3 separate regions of the Mus musculus genome follow, and regions 2 and 3 are each linked to region 1. The links are chromatin contacts, called in public HiChIP or PLAC-seq maps. All regions are on one chromosome and are shown on one strand. Each heading gives the region's core, a stretch centred on a gene start, on an enhancer-like site or on the middle of the called end of the contact. The rest is flanking DNA. Distances are from core to core; before and after follow the strand shown. Region 1 holds the start of Gtpbp2 (GTP binding protein 2). Region 2 has its middle 3.7 kb from the start of Gm46607. Region 3 has its middle 7.3 kb from the start of 4930542M03Rik.

Region 1 (4,210 bases), core at 579-3,078:
ATGCCTCAGTGAGGTGAAACCAGGAAACCATCACATAACCTCTTCGAGCAACAGCCACCTTTTGGGCTGTGTGCCACACACACCTGCCCCGCGCCACCCTCCACCCTCCACCCCCTGGACAAAAGGTTATGTATGAGCTTGACTTATATACCGTCTGCCTGGTCTGCCTGCATTTCTGCGCTCCTCCTCTCTGGCCATTTTATTTTTCTCTTTCCCTCTTGGTCATCATGCTGTCTTTAAAGTCCTTAGAGGTGTCTTTATCCATACTGTCAACCACACCATGGAATGCGTAGGAGCTCTTTTCCCATCAACAAAGAAACCTTTCTACTCTTCTGCTGAAGGTGAATAATTAGGATAGCTGACTATAAAGATGGTAGAAAGATAATCTTGGCCAATGGTTCTCAAAGACCATTGTGGTGCTAAGACCACAACATTAGCTTGTAAGAAATGCCAAACAATCAGGCCCGTCTCTCACCCACTGAATCAGAATTCTATGAGCAGGAACAGCAACCTGAATCACTCTGGTGCACACTTAAAAGTCATAATCACCCATTGAAGCTCTTCCCACCTTGGGTTCTCCCATCTTTGTTTTTCAAAACAAGGTTTCTTTGTGGAGCCATGGCTATCCTGTAACTTGCTCTGTAGACCAGGCTGGCCTTGAACTCAGAGATCCCCCTGCCTCTGACTCCCAAGTGATGGGATTTTTTTTTTTTTTACATTATTTTTATTTTACGTGCATTGGTGTTCTGTCTGCATGTATGTGTGTGAGGGCATCAGACTTCCTGGAACTGGAGTTGCAGACCGTTGTGAGCAGCTATGTGGGTGCTGGGAACTGAACTGGGGGTCCTTTGGAAGAACAGACAGTGCTCTTAATCGCTGAGCCATCTCTCCAGAGTGATGGGACTTAAAGGCGAGCCCACTAGCTCCCGACTGGGTTCTCCTATTTTAAGAGGAAGGAAAGTAGTCTTCTCTGCCTTGAGGACTCCCAGAGCGGGTTCGTGCGGACTCTTCTCTGTGTCCACAGCCCCACAGGACAAGGAAAGGGCAGAGGGCTACGTCTAACTGTTCTCTGGTTTAATGTGTGTGGGTACTGAAGAATAGGGAAGGAACACATTGCTCTTGTCCCGGCTACTCCCCTTCTCCCTGTGGATTAAGTTTAGAAAAACGTTGGTTACTCTGCCTGCCCTCTTTTCCCAGTACAGTGTTCCTTCCCCACTCCCAGAGTAAGTAGGGGTTCAGACATCCTCTGCTCTTCTCAAGAGGAAAGGATCCCCGGTTCCCACTAATCCAAAGGTTATGGAGGTGAAAGGGGCAGTCCCTTCCCGAGGTCCTGACACTGAAAAGGATCGTCCAGTCTTGACGATCCCGCTTTGTAGGGGTCTTGGAACAGGAGGAGGGGTTCTCTTCCCCGGTCCTTCCTCCCTTGGGTCTTGACACCGGAAAGGGGGATTGATTTTCTCTCTCCCGCCTCCTTGGAGTCTCGGGGACCGGAAGAGTAGTTCCCCATGGCTCCGCCACTTTTCAGGTGCTCACCTCTGGGGGCAGGTACGGAGGGTTGTTGGCTTTACCTCCTCTGTTCCTTCCGTTCTTCTTCTTCCCCTTTGGGCCCCCGCAACTGCTGCTACCGCCGGCCCCCCGAGCTTTGAGGTTTCCACCCATGGCCGGGCCTCCTCCGGGCCGGCAGCAGCCGCCGAACAGCTCCGATACCCGCGAGTCCATCCGCCGCTGCCACCAGCCCCCCGCCCGACCCCTCCCCCCCGCCACTGCCGCCGCCCCTACTGCCACCGCCGAGTCGGGCCAGCCGGAGGAGAGCGGGGTGTGGCCCACTGTAGGCCACGCCCCTGCCTTCCCTGTCCTCCTAGTCGCGTCAGAAAAAGCCGCAGGGCATCAAGGGATACTGAGTCCGCAGCTATGAGATTTAGTGCTAAAGAATGCGAGTTCGAACTACAATTCCCAAGAGGCATCGCTATGCGAGAGTCACAGGTGGCTTCGGGGGCGAGGGCAGCAAGCGCGCCTTGAGCGCAAAGACTAAGGGGAGTTGTAGTCGGCACCCAGTTTCCCGTACTGCCAGCGGCTTCTCTTCTAGGGGCAGTAGGAAGGCTTTGTGGCCTGAGATTAGGGACAGTAACCGGAGGTGAAGGGCTTATATCAGAATTGAACTGGGTTTGACCTTTCGGCGCTGACCCCAGACAACAAGTTAAAAATCGGGGAGGTTGGATCTGACAGCCTGCTGGCTCCACCTCTGCCTCAGTTTCTTTCCTGACGGCTGGAGTGCTGTCGAGTGAGTCAGGGCAAAAGCTAGGGCGGAGGCAGATGGTAGTTATAGCATAATTAGAGCTGTTATTGTGACGATGATTATGCCACCCTTGCAATATAGTCACTGTTTTATTACTTGGGTGGCACAATCCGGGGGTTGGTTTTAGCAGCCCCAGGCACCGCAGTGGCCAGACACGTGTCCAGGACCCATAAAGCAGCCAGCTGCCTAAGGTTTGGAGGGTGCCTACTGCAAGTATCTCTCCTCCCCTTTGTTTTGAAGTTTAGCCAATCCCGGAAAACAGAATTTGGTTTAAAACTTGTCCGGAGGAGGGGCCTGGCCCCTACTTGGGGCGGAGCTGGGGTTCCAGTTACGTCAACCACCAGGGGGCGGGGAAAGTAGCCAGGAATAGAACTTGTCCTAGGACGCCAGGGGATTGCTGATTTGTCTTTCTAGCCAAGCTGTCTCTCCTGTCCTTCAGAACTCTCAGAGCGACATAAACCAGTATACGGGGCACCAAAGGCTCAGAATGGAGAAGCAGAATTGCTGGGCACAGAGTCAGGACGCCAGGGTTCAAATTCCAGCGCCGTGGCTATCTCATGACTCACAGTACGTCCATTCCCCTCTCTTCACAAACAACCAGGTGTTCACACATAGCCAAGAAATAGAACAGAGTTTGAAAGTTCTCCACGGTACGGTAGGAGCACTTACCTCTGGTGTACTCTGAAGGAGTTCAGACCTGGTTGAGTCCATAACTTCTGCACAGTTCCACATCGAAGGAGACGAGTCTATTGAGCATGCAGTCGCTGTCCACATTGGATAGTTTCCACACCAGCTATATACCAAAAGAACCAAAAGTTGAAAAGCCTTGCAGATCAGCCATTTACCTGGGTCTTCAGTAAAGGAAAGTAGGTGTCTTTTCTGTATGCTATCCTGTATGCTTAAGACCAGGATTGCCAGGAAAAAAAAGTTTTTAGAGATGGAGACTAGAGAATTCAGTGAGACATCTCAAAGGATGGGAATAGAAAGGAAGAGACATCCCCACCCCACCCACACATTATCACCACAAACAGGCCGGGTTCTCTCACCAGCCAGAAACCACTGCACTCAACTGATAACTATTTTTTAAATATCCACGGATCTTCCAGCAGTCACCCTTTAACACACAATTCCATCCCAGCCAATTCTCCTTAATGGATACCTTCCTTTAAGAAAGGGTGGGGCATGATATAACCCATTCTTGAACAGCCTGGCCTACCTACAGAGAGAAGTGAGGGCTGGCAGAGGAGAGAGGCCACAGGATGCCTGCTGGGAGACCAGGGTCCTGGGGAGTGGAGGTGGTATAAGTGGCCAGTTTCCTAGACAGGTTGTTTACGAGGTGGCTGCCTATAGGATGTATATAGTGTGTGCTTATATACACATCACATGCAAATATTTTTCCTGGCTTGTAGTGAGTCACTTGCTTTTACATCTAGTACCTTTGTATGAATATGCATTTTGTGATGTCACTTTCATGTGCTCTGACTTAGAGCAACCTTCCCCTCTGCTTTCTTGCTTGCCTGTCACCCTTAAGCCAACCTCATTATGACTATATATATATATATATATATATATATATATATATATATATATATGTTTTTTTTTTTAGGAGATTTTGAAAAGTTTTACTCTTGGAGCTAGAGAGATGGTTCAGTGGATAAGAGCTCTTGCTGCTCTTCCAGAGGATCAGAGTTCAGGTCCCAGCACCATGTAGGGTGATTTATCACTCCTTGTAGTTCCAGCTCCAGGGAAACCGGCACCCTCTTCTGCCCTCTGAGAACACCACACTTTGGCACACAATTCCAATTACAGATATACACATAGTTTAAATGTGTGTGTGTGTGTGTGTGTGTGTGTGTGTATAAAATGTTTAATCTATATGCATGTGTGTACACTATGATGTACATGTGGAGGTCA
Region 2 (4,210 bases), core at 805-3,304, 380 kb after region 1:
CCTGTCTCAGAAATAAATAAGCACAAGAGAGCTAATAATAAAGTGATGCTTTTTGCCTTCCACCGTATGCACTGCCTAGTGTCTCCTGAGGTTGAGTGACTTTGTGTCGTATGCTTCACAAGGGAAACACAGTAGTTCACACTGGAAGCCAGGCATGGTAGCACACACCTCTAGTCCTAGCACTCGGGAAGCGAAGGCATGAGGATCTCTGTGAGTTCAAGGCCAGGTTATCTACATAGGGAGTTCTAGGCCAACCAGACCTATGGGGTAAGATCTTGTCTAAAATATGGGGGGACAGGGGGGGAGGAAGAAAGAAAGAAATTAGTTTTACGTTGGACAAACAACAGCACAAACAGGGTGCAGCAGGCTCAGCAAATGTCCCAAGTTCACGTCTACATTCAACTCACACTTATAGCCAGTGGCGATAGCTCTCCAGTATTTACACAATGCACATAGCCGAGAACCAGAGGACAGGAGACACTGTCTGAAGATAGACAGCGGTAGGTACTATGGAGTGAACCAGAAATGGAACGTGAAAGGTTGCTAGGCAGGAGGTTCAGAGAAGTCCCTGCTCAAGGACAAATGACAGGACAAAGGAGCCCCACTTGTAGATGTCTGGGTGAATTGTCCAGGCAAAGGGGACAACTGGTACAGGTGTTCATCACGGTCTCTCACCTGGAACACCCAAGAAACAAGAAGGTTCAAGGGGCAAGCTGGACAACGAACCAAGGAGTAGGATGGGGAGGTCAGAGGAGCAATAGGGGTTGGTTAGGTAGGGTTTCATGAACAGCCATGTGCTGGCTTTTTTTTTCCTGGAGGAGATGAGGGTCTCTATCTGAGCTAAGCATGGCATGGTCTGGAGTACAGTTGAGCAAAATCTCTGGCTACTGAGGATGAGGGGAAGCTGAGCAAGGCGGGGATGGTTCCGAGCCACTGTCAGATCCAGCTGAGATGGGATGCAGGCCTGATCACATGGCGATGGTGACCCTCGAGGGCTGTGGATGCATTCTGAAGGCAGAAGCAGTCAGATTCACTCACCATCTGCACTGTGCTGTAGAAAAAGAGAAGGAAGCCCAGGTTAGACTAGGAATGTGGCTCAGGTGCAAAGCACTTGACAGACATGGACAAGACTGAGTTCAGTGCCTGGGTCGGAGGAGGAGGAGAAGGAGGAGGAGGAGGAGGAGGAGGAGGAGGAGGGAAGGAAGGAAGGAAGGAAGGAAGGAAGGAAGGAAGGAAGGAAGGAAGGAACTGAGCTGGGGAAGAAAGCGTGGAGAATCATGTCCTATAGGCCAAAATAAGACAACACAGAAGACTTCTCTGGAAACAGGCACGAATGCTTTCAAAAAGTGAATGTCTTTCAACTAAAACATTGCATTTCAAGAATGTGTTCTGAGTAAATATGTCTGACAGTGCATTCAGTTTCACTGCCAAGCAGGGAGGGGGTTGTGTGGGTGTGCAGGGAGAGCGGTTCTTGACTATGTGGACATAATACCAAAACCAGGAAACACTTCTGCAATCAGGTAATCACCAAAATTTGAATACTCCATGACCCTCGGACAGATTTGTTGGTGCATCTTATTAAGTACAAGCCAGCAGGTCATAAATCGTGATCATCAACAAGGCACTGCGTTAGTCAAGAACATGGAGACCACTTCAGGTGCTCTGCTCTGCTTAAACACAGGGGATTCTATATTTACAACGCTGGGAAGGGATGGCTCAGCTTTCCTGTTAGGTCTTAGGAAGTCAGGAAGTGGCTGAAACCACAAGACACCTGAGCCTCCAGGATCAAAGCAACGCAAAAGCCTAAATCCTGTATCTGCCAAAGCCCACGCATCTGCCCTCAGACGGTGAGCAACACTGGAGCTTCTTTTCCATTCACCGAAGCCTGTGGCGGTGTCGCTCTTTGGCACCCAGGGGATTCTGAGGACTCTCGTTCTCTGGCTTCTGGCCCCTCCTGGGCAGAAAAGGGAGGGAAATATCCTGAGCTGCCAGCAGACAGTACTGCATACGTTCATAAGTATGGCTTTACAAAGATAACATGCCAAAGATACGGCTGATAGAATAAACACTGTGGTGAGCCACACCCCCTAATGCCCGGAACTTATGACTGTTGTGTCACCAGGCCAAGGGGACTTCACAGACATGATTAAGTCTATAGATCTTGAAATCAGGAGAACCTCACGAGTCCTTAAAAGCAGAGACTGTTCCCTCTGGCTTCCCCTTTGCCAGATCGCCGCCTTCTGCAAACCTGCTTCTAGCAAGGTTTAGAAAAGGATTCTCCAAGCCCAGGGATCCCCAGATCTAGGATGGGAGGTGTCGTTTTCTCTAAGCAACACCAAGTTGTTGATCCAAAGGGGAAATGGCATCCTTTCTCAAAAGAGTAGTCATCCTGCTCTCTTGGCTCCGTCTCCCTCAGCACATCTGGGATGTGTTTTCTAGAAGCTTCCCCCTGGAGGCTTGGGCCTGGTACAGAAATTGAGGAGACTGGAAATGAGTGAGGCTCATGCCAGGACCCACCAACAGCACCTACTTTCCACAGGAAGCCACATCAGTAGAGATGCCGCCATGATTTTGCAAGAGAGTTCCAGGGAAAGCCCTCTTGGGTTTTGGCTGGTGGAAGCAACTCAACTGCCCCAGGCGCCTCACGCTACCTAGCATCCTGCCTGCCTTTGCTCCCTGTCCAAGACCAACCTTCAGCATCTATCTTGCCTTTCATTCCAAGGTCCCCCACTGACTATCGCACCCGACTCCTTCAAGCGAGGCCATCCTGGCTCTTCTGCCTTGAGCCTCGTTTAGTAACAGAGAACCTCCTCATGTGACCACCTCCTCTCTGTATTCCCAGGTTCCTGTGTCTGGAAAACAGAGCCAGTCCAGGTGTCCCTTCTGAAACATACCAGAAGCTCATAAGAACTCCTCAATGCTCCCGGCATGGTAGCCGTCTAGTCTCCTCTGGCCTTTCTGGCTAGACACAGTCAACCATGCTCTTCCTCATTCTGCCTAGAGTCCCAGCACTGTGCTTATATCTATGTTCGAGTGTGTGTGTATGTGTGTGTGTGTGTTGTGCATGCATGTACATGTGGGTACATTCACCCATACATACACATATGTAGGCCAGAGTTCAGCATCTGACGTCTTCTTCAGTCGATCTTCACCTTAGTTTTTGAGACAGGTTCTCTCACTGAACCTGGAGCTCAATGTTTCCGACCAGACTGGCTGGCCAGTGAGCTTCTCCCAGCCCCACCCACCTGGGATCCTCAGGTCTCCACCTGCCTTCTAGCACTGAAATTACAGATGTGTGCCACGGTGCCTGAGTTTTACGTGTGTGCCTGAGATCCGAACCCGGGTCCTTTTGCTTGCACAGACAAGCACTTTACTCACTGAGCTAAAGTTCTAGTTCCCCGCTCCCCTCCCCATTTGTATGTTCTTAATCTTTGCTCGAGAGAAGAAAAGGAAGATGTCTGTCTCCTACCAGTGATAGAAACGAAGCCATAGGGTCACCTCCCCTTCTCTTAAAAGACCATGTGAACGGAGGGCCTGGGAGGGCTTGCTTCTTTCATGGTCCTGACAAGTGAAGGTTCTTTCCTTAGCCACCTGGCCCCATCCCATCACCCACACAGGTGCCTACAGCTCCTCCAACTCTGCAAGACTCTGCACTGGAAAATCACCCAACCTTTTCACCACCCCCAAAAGTCCTGGGCACAGAAATGGCTCCCTGAGGGTAGTGATGGCATCTGTACCTGCCCAGGGGATTCCATAAACGCTTTAGGAAACTGGAAAGGTAGGATGGGGTCACCTGACTTTGGGAAAAGAATGCCTCCGAGGAACCTGGAGGAAGAGGCTGGTGAGGGCTCCGCTACTCGCAAGCACCTGTATGGAGGAGTAGGTGAGGTCGGCAGGTTGTCCTGCCTCAGCCTCAGAGCTCTAGAGCTCTGTGTTCTCCCATCCCCGACCCAGTGTGGGACATCTGCCTCACCCGGGTCCTTCCCCACAGCATGGCATAAGCCAATGGTTCCTACTGTGCCTCATCCTAGACACAGGGGCTCAAGAGAGCCCAAAGTGAAGGACAGACGGCTTGTCAGGACGCAAGTGCCAGAATCTCAGTTTACTCCTGTGAGACGTGTCTCTGCTCCTTGGCACTGCAGCCTTCCCCACCCTGGTAGAGTCACTTAGGTCGGTGACCCTTACTTTGCATCCCACTCGAGGTAAACAG
Region 3 (4,210 bases), core at 1,242-3,741, 290 kb after region 1:
GGGCTCTGGGTGCCTTTGGTGGAGCTCAGACCCCCTTTCTCCACATATAGTGGGATCAGTAACAGTCGCAGAGAGGCCAGGCAGGTTCAACTCCCAACTCGTGCCTGACCTTCCTATAGCTGTCTCCACAGCTGCTAACAGCAAGTCCAGAGCAGGAGACTTTAGATGCCTAGTCTTTCTGCTAGCCTGTCCTATCTCACACTGAGTTACATGGGCCCTACCAGGCAATGAGGGACCAGGTCTTTACAAGGTAGCATCTGCCATAGACTCCTGAGATAAGAGGAGGGCAAATGACCCACTGGCCAGGACTGGCTTCTTAGACGAGGTCTGAAAGGCCCATATTTGACTTAAGGTCCAGCTGCTTTAAAATTCTTAATAGTTGCTTGGTTTGGATTTAAAACAAACAAATAAACAAACAAACAAACAGGGTCCCTATAAATTACACAGTTCTGCTGCTGGCTGAGTCTTTTTAGGGGTGAGATTGGTACAGACCTTCCCCCAGCCCTGGCTTCCTGCATACTCCAGCATGCCCCCTCAGCCTGCCTGCTAACCCAGCATCCTACTCAGGGCTGGTTCAGACCACCCAGATGTGGGTAGCTGTGGTTTCCAGGTGCCCACAGCCCCACCACAACGTTTGAAGGTGCTCTTCAGTGGTGCCTTCCAGTGGTTGTTCCTTCTGTCGCCCAGCCTGCGGTCGCCTGCCTACTGCAGCCAGGGCACGAGAAGCCTGGGCAAAGCTCTCAACCTGCTTCAGCTGTTGGTCGAGAGCCCATGGGTAGACATCTTGGTCCAGCTCCAACACTAACAGGCTTTAGCTCTAAGCTCTTGGAACCCCAGTTTAAACCTCTGCTTTAAAACGGAGTTTAAAAAGGCCTCCCCGGCAACATTAATGGGAAGATGTCTGGTGCTATAGTTTGAAGGTAGTCACTAGTGCCAGAAGGGATTGATGCTGGTCTCAAGGAGCAAGTAAGTTCACACCAAGAAGAGGCTGTTGAAAAGAGCTAGCCTGGTCCCCGGGTCTCTCGACTTCTGTATAATCTCTTCTACACACATCACTGCATATCAATGGGATACCATCTCCAATGAGCTCCTAACAAAAGCCAATCTGAGTCTCTAGAGCTGCAAGCTTCTATAATAAACTTCTTTTCTATATGAAATACCTTTGTACCCAGTCTTAGGTATTTTGTGATAGCAACAGAAGATGGATAAATATATCAAGTATCATATGGGAGGCACCTAGAAATAAGCCCAATATCCCAGGTCACCTGGAGAAAATTTAATTCCAGCTACTCTTTTTAAATACAGTGTCTCAGGTGGCTCAGACTAACAGCCACTAGGTCACTGAGGGTGACTGAGAACCTAGGGTCCTCCTGTTCCCAGCTCCCTAGTGCTGGGGTTAGCAGAGGCTTATGTGGTGCTGATGGCTAAGGCTGGCCTTTGTATGTGCTGGGGAGTCTACCCATCGAGCTACCTCCCCAGCCTAGTCTCAGCCACTTACTCATGGAACATGGATTGAGCACCTACTGAAAGCAATGCCAACCATGAGTGGCACAGCCTTGGCGCTGTGGAGCGGGGAAGGCAACCGCAGTGCACGTGGGACGCCAGTATGAGAAGGGGAAACCTAGGCCCAAGGAGCGTATAACTTGCCTACATCAGAACCCAAGAGTTTCATTTTTAAATGGTGGAAGTTAGGGGACAACCCTCAGATGTCAGTTTTGTCCTTCTGCTATGGGAGTTGGGGATCCAGCTCAAGTCCTCGGGGCTTCAGGAGCCGACGCCATCTTGCCATCCCATGGAGTTCCTTCTCCTTGCCCTCACATCCTGCTGCGTGGGGTATGGGTGGTAAAGAGAGATCTGAGCCACCACAGAAAGGACAACAGTGGTGTGACGCCCCTCCCCCATGTGCCGGTACAAGCCCGCTCTGCCTCACTGTGGAGAGGGGCTTAGGGCAATGACAGACTCAGAGGGACAACCACAACAAACCAGACACCTGCCTGTAGGAACCTGGATTCCTTCATGGGGGTTGGGGGGGAGGGTGCTCCAGAAGTTTAGAGGTAACACCATTGCTCTCCTGCCTGCCATGCTCTTAACAGGCCCGGAGCGGCCATCCTCCCCTCCTTCCCCCAGGCTTTGATGGCCTGTCCAGCCTGTGGTTCCCCCAAGGCTCTGAATTATTCAGCCCGGGGAACCAGGCAGTGAGTCGCATGTCTACCCCCAGGCCACAAAATAGATTATCTTTTTTCTTTATTATTATTATCATTAGCTGTCCCTTGTTAGCTTATAATTGCGATCGTGTAACATTTAATAGAGGCACAAAGCAATGCTCACGGCTGGCCCACAGTCATTCATTAGCTAACAAGATGGAGCGGCTCATAAAAAAAGAGCCGTTAAAAAAAAAAATTCCGGAGAAATGGAAAGCGGGAGGTGATGCAAGCTCTGGCTAACAAAGACAGGAGGCTGGGGGAGGCGGGTCGGGTGTGAGCTGAATAACCCGGTCCTGATAAGCCACAAAGCAGAGCCGGCTGCTCCTCCTGCCCCGCCGCCTGAGTCAGAGAAACAGGGATGTGTTGGAAATCCAGCAATGTAATTAGCAGGTTGCATCATCATGCCTCCATTATAAATTACAATGGGCAGAAAGAGGGTGGATGGAGGGGCAGGGATTAAATGGGGTAACCTGATCCCCATGCCGGTGGGGGCAGAGAACTCAGGACCTGTCACACTCCCGGACACTCTGCGACCTGAGTAGCCTCTGCCTACCCGCGGCACAGGACTCTGGGGTGGGATGGGGTGCAGGGACTAGACCTACTCTCAAAGACGGCTTTGTGTGGGCTGGGAGAATGATTTACTAGCTGGAGGAATCAAAGGTGTGAAAGAGGATGGCCCTGTTAACCCCCGCCATTGTCTCCTGGCTCCTGGAATGTCCTCTGGCCCCACCCACCTATGCACCTGTGCACACGGTGGGGATTTGGGATGGACCAGGTGAAAATCTGTCTCTGGGAGCTGGAGTGATAAGATCTAAATTACACACACACACACACACACACACACACACACACACACATCCCCAGCAGAGAGGCAGGAGCCACCAGTCGGGGGCGGGAGGGGGGCAGGTATTGAGACTCAGCAAACAGGGGGTGATCCACGGTAGCTTCTAAGAAGAGATGGGGGATGGTGGTTGGTGGGGGGACCTCAGATTTAATGAGAGATGAGACCTCTCCTGGGGCCCATCTTAAATTTTTACCACCTCTGGACTGTTGGTGCTTAGGCAAACCCTTTCATTTCTTCAAACCTCAGTTTCCCCACTTCAGACTACTAGCTAGCTAAATAACCACGGCCAGTAATTTCCTATTTCCCATGCCCCATTCTCCGAGCCAGGTCTTATCGCAACTGGCCGTGTGACCCCAAGACAAGCTACCCACTCATCTATAGCCCCTTGCTGAATCTCTGACCCCATTTACAAGGACATGTGTCCCACGAGCTCTTGGACATCCCTCTGCACCCGGGCGGCCGCTGGCTAACCTGGCACCTGAGAGGTCAGGGAACTGGGCCGGTAGCCCTGAGAAATCTGTGAATCACAGACTAGTGAGGCAGAGGGCAAGGCATATGGAAGGCAAGGCAAACGGAGGTGGATGGCATCGCTCCACCTGAGCCCGTGTGGAATCCCGCCCCGTTCTTCCTCCTGCCGTGAGCTTGCCTTTCAGCCTGGCCTCTGCAAACAGCCCTCGCCGTGTTTTCTTAGCAGCCCTGATCTTGTGTGCAGGAAATAATCCCATTAACTGTATTATTGCTGTGGAGAGAAGACCAGGGAACAGCTGCCCTAAAGTTCAATGAACTCGGCTCTCTCTTGAACGGAAAACCACAGAGCTGAAGCAATTGCCCAGTAGCAAACTTTCTTTGAACACCGTTTGGCTATGCAGAGTGGCGTTCTGAGTGCAGGAGAGAGAAGGCAGCTGCCTCTGAGCCACCAAACACCCTCAGTCACTCCGGGGTCTCTAACTCTGTGGACCCCGTCTCCTCAACAAACTAAGGAAACAGGACACCTAGTAAGGGTCAGGGAGTGTGTTGCCATTTCAGTTGGCACTACCCTCTCTTGGCCCCCAGCCCTGTCTGTCCTCTGCCTGACTACAGAGGCCTCCTATCTCCTTATCAGACACCTTGCTAAATGTTGACCACGCTCTCTCCTGCTTAAACGCGGTAGGTAGAAAGACCC

What was found. HiChIP or PLAC-seq counts read pairs in DNA pulled down with a chosen protein or histone mark.
Region 2: a contact with region 1 is called in a FOXA1 HiChIP or PLAC-seq map of pancreatic cancer cells. The contact joins the enhancer-like site here to the promoter of Gtpbp2 in region 1. A contact is called at or near these places in 4 of 39 promoter capture datasets (the HPC-7 cell line, cranial neural crest and liver), 15 of 115 datasets of contacts at active chromatin or transcription factors (the NIH/3T3 cell line, acute myeloid leukemia, bone marrow-derived macrophages and 12 more) and 2 of 9 other capture datasets (adipose tissue and embryonic stem cells).
Region 3: an H3K4me3 HiChIP or PLAC-seq map of stem cell-derived neural progenitor cells shows a contact between it and region 1, with 2.4 times the contacts expected there. The contact joins the enhancer-like site here to the promoter of Gtpbp2 in region 1. A contact is called at or near these places in 4 of 39 promoter capture datasets (the 3T3-L1 cell line, 3T3-L1-derived adipocytes, cranial neural crest and 1 more) and 5 of 115 datasets of contacts at active chromatin or transcription factors (embryonic stem cells, pancreatic cancer cells and stem cell-derived neural progenitor cells).

Annotation. Positions count from the first base shown.
Region 1 is chr17:46,158,650-46,162,859 of GRCm38.p6, reverse strand. Gtpbp2 (GTP binding protein 2) reads right to left here and starts at 1,828. Exons shown (of 12, transcript NM_019581.3): 1 at 1,534-1,828. The coding sequence starts at 1,719.
Region 2 is chr17:45,782,950-45,787,159 of GRCm38.p6, reverse strand. No RefSeq gene overlaps it. Among named protein-coding and RNA genes, the nearest start is that of Gm46607, 3.7 kb to the left of the region's middle. Within about 2 kb of position 2,054, at least 20 of the 459 cell types and tissues checked have an H3K27ac peak or open chromatin away from gene starts, as enhancers often do. A contact at or near this core is called in pancreatic cancer cells, where this site is marked.
Region 3 is chr17:45,872,007-45,876,216 of GRCm38.p6, reverse strand. No RefSeq gene overlaps it. Among named protein-coding and RNA genes, the nearest start is that of 4930542M03Rik, 7.3 kb to the left of the region's middle. Within about 2 kb of position 2,491, at least 150 of the 459 cell types and tissues checked have an H3K27ac peak or open chromatin away from gene starts, as enhancers often do. A contact at or near this core is called in liver, pancreatic cancer cells and stem cell-derived neural progenitor cells, where this site is marked.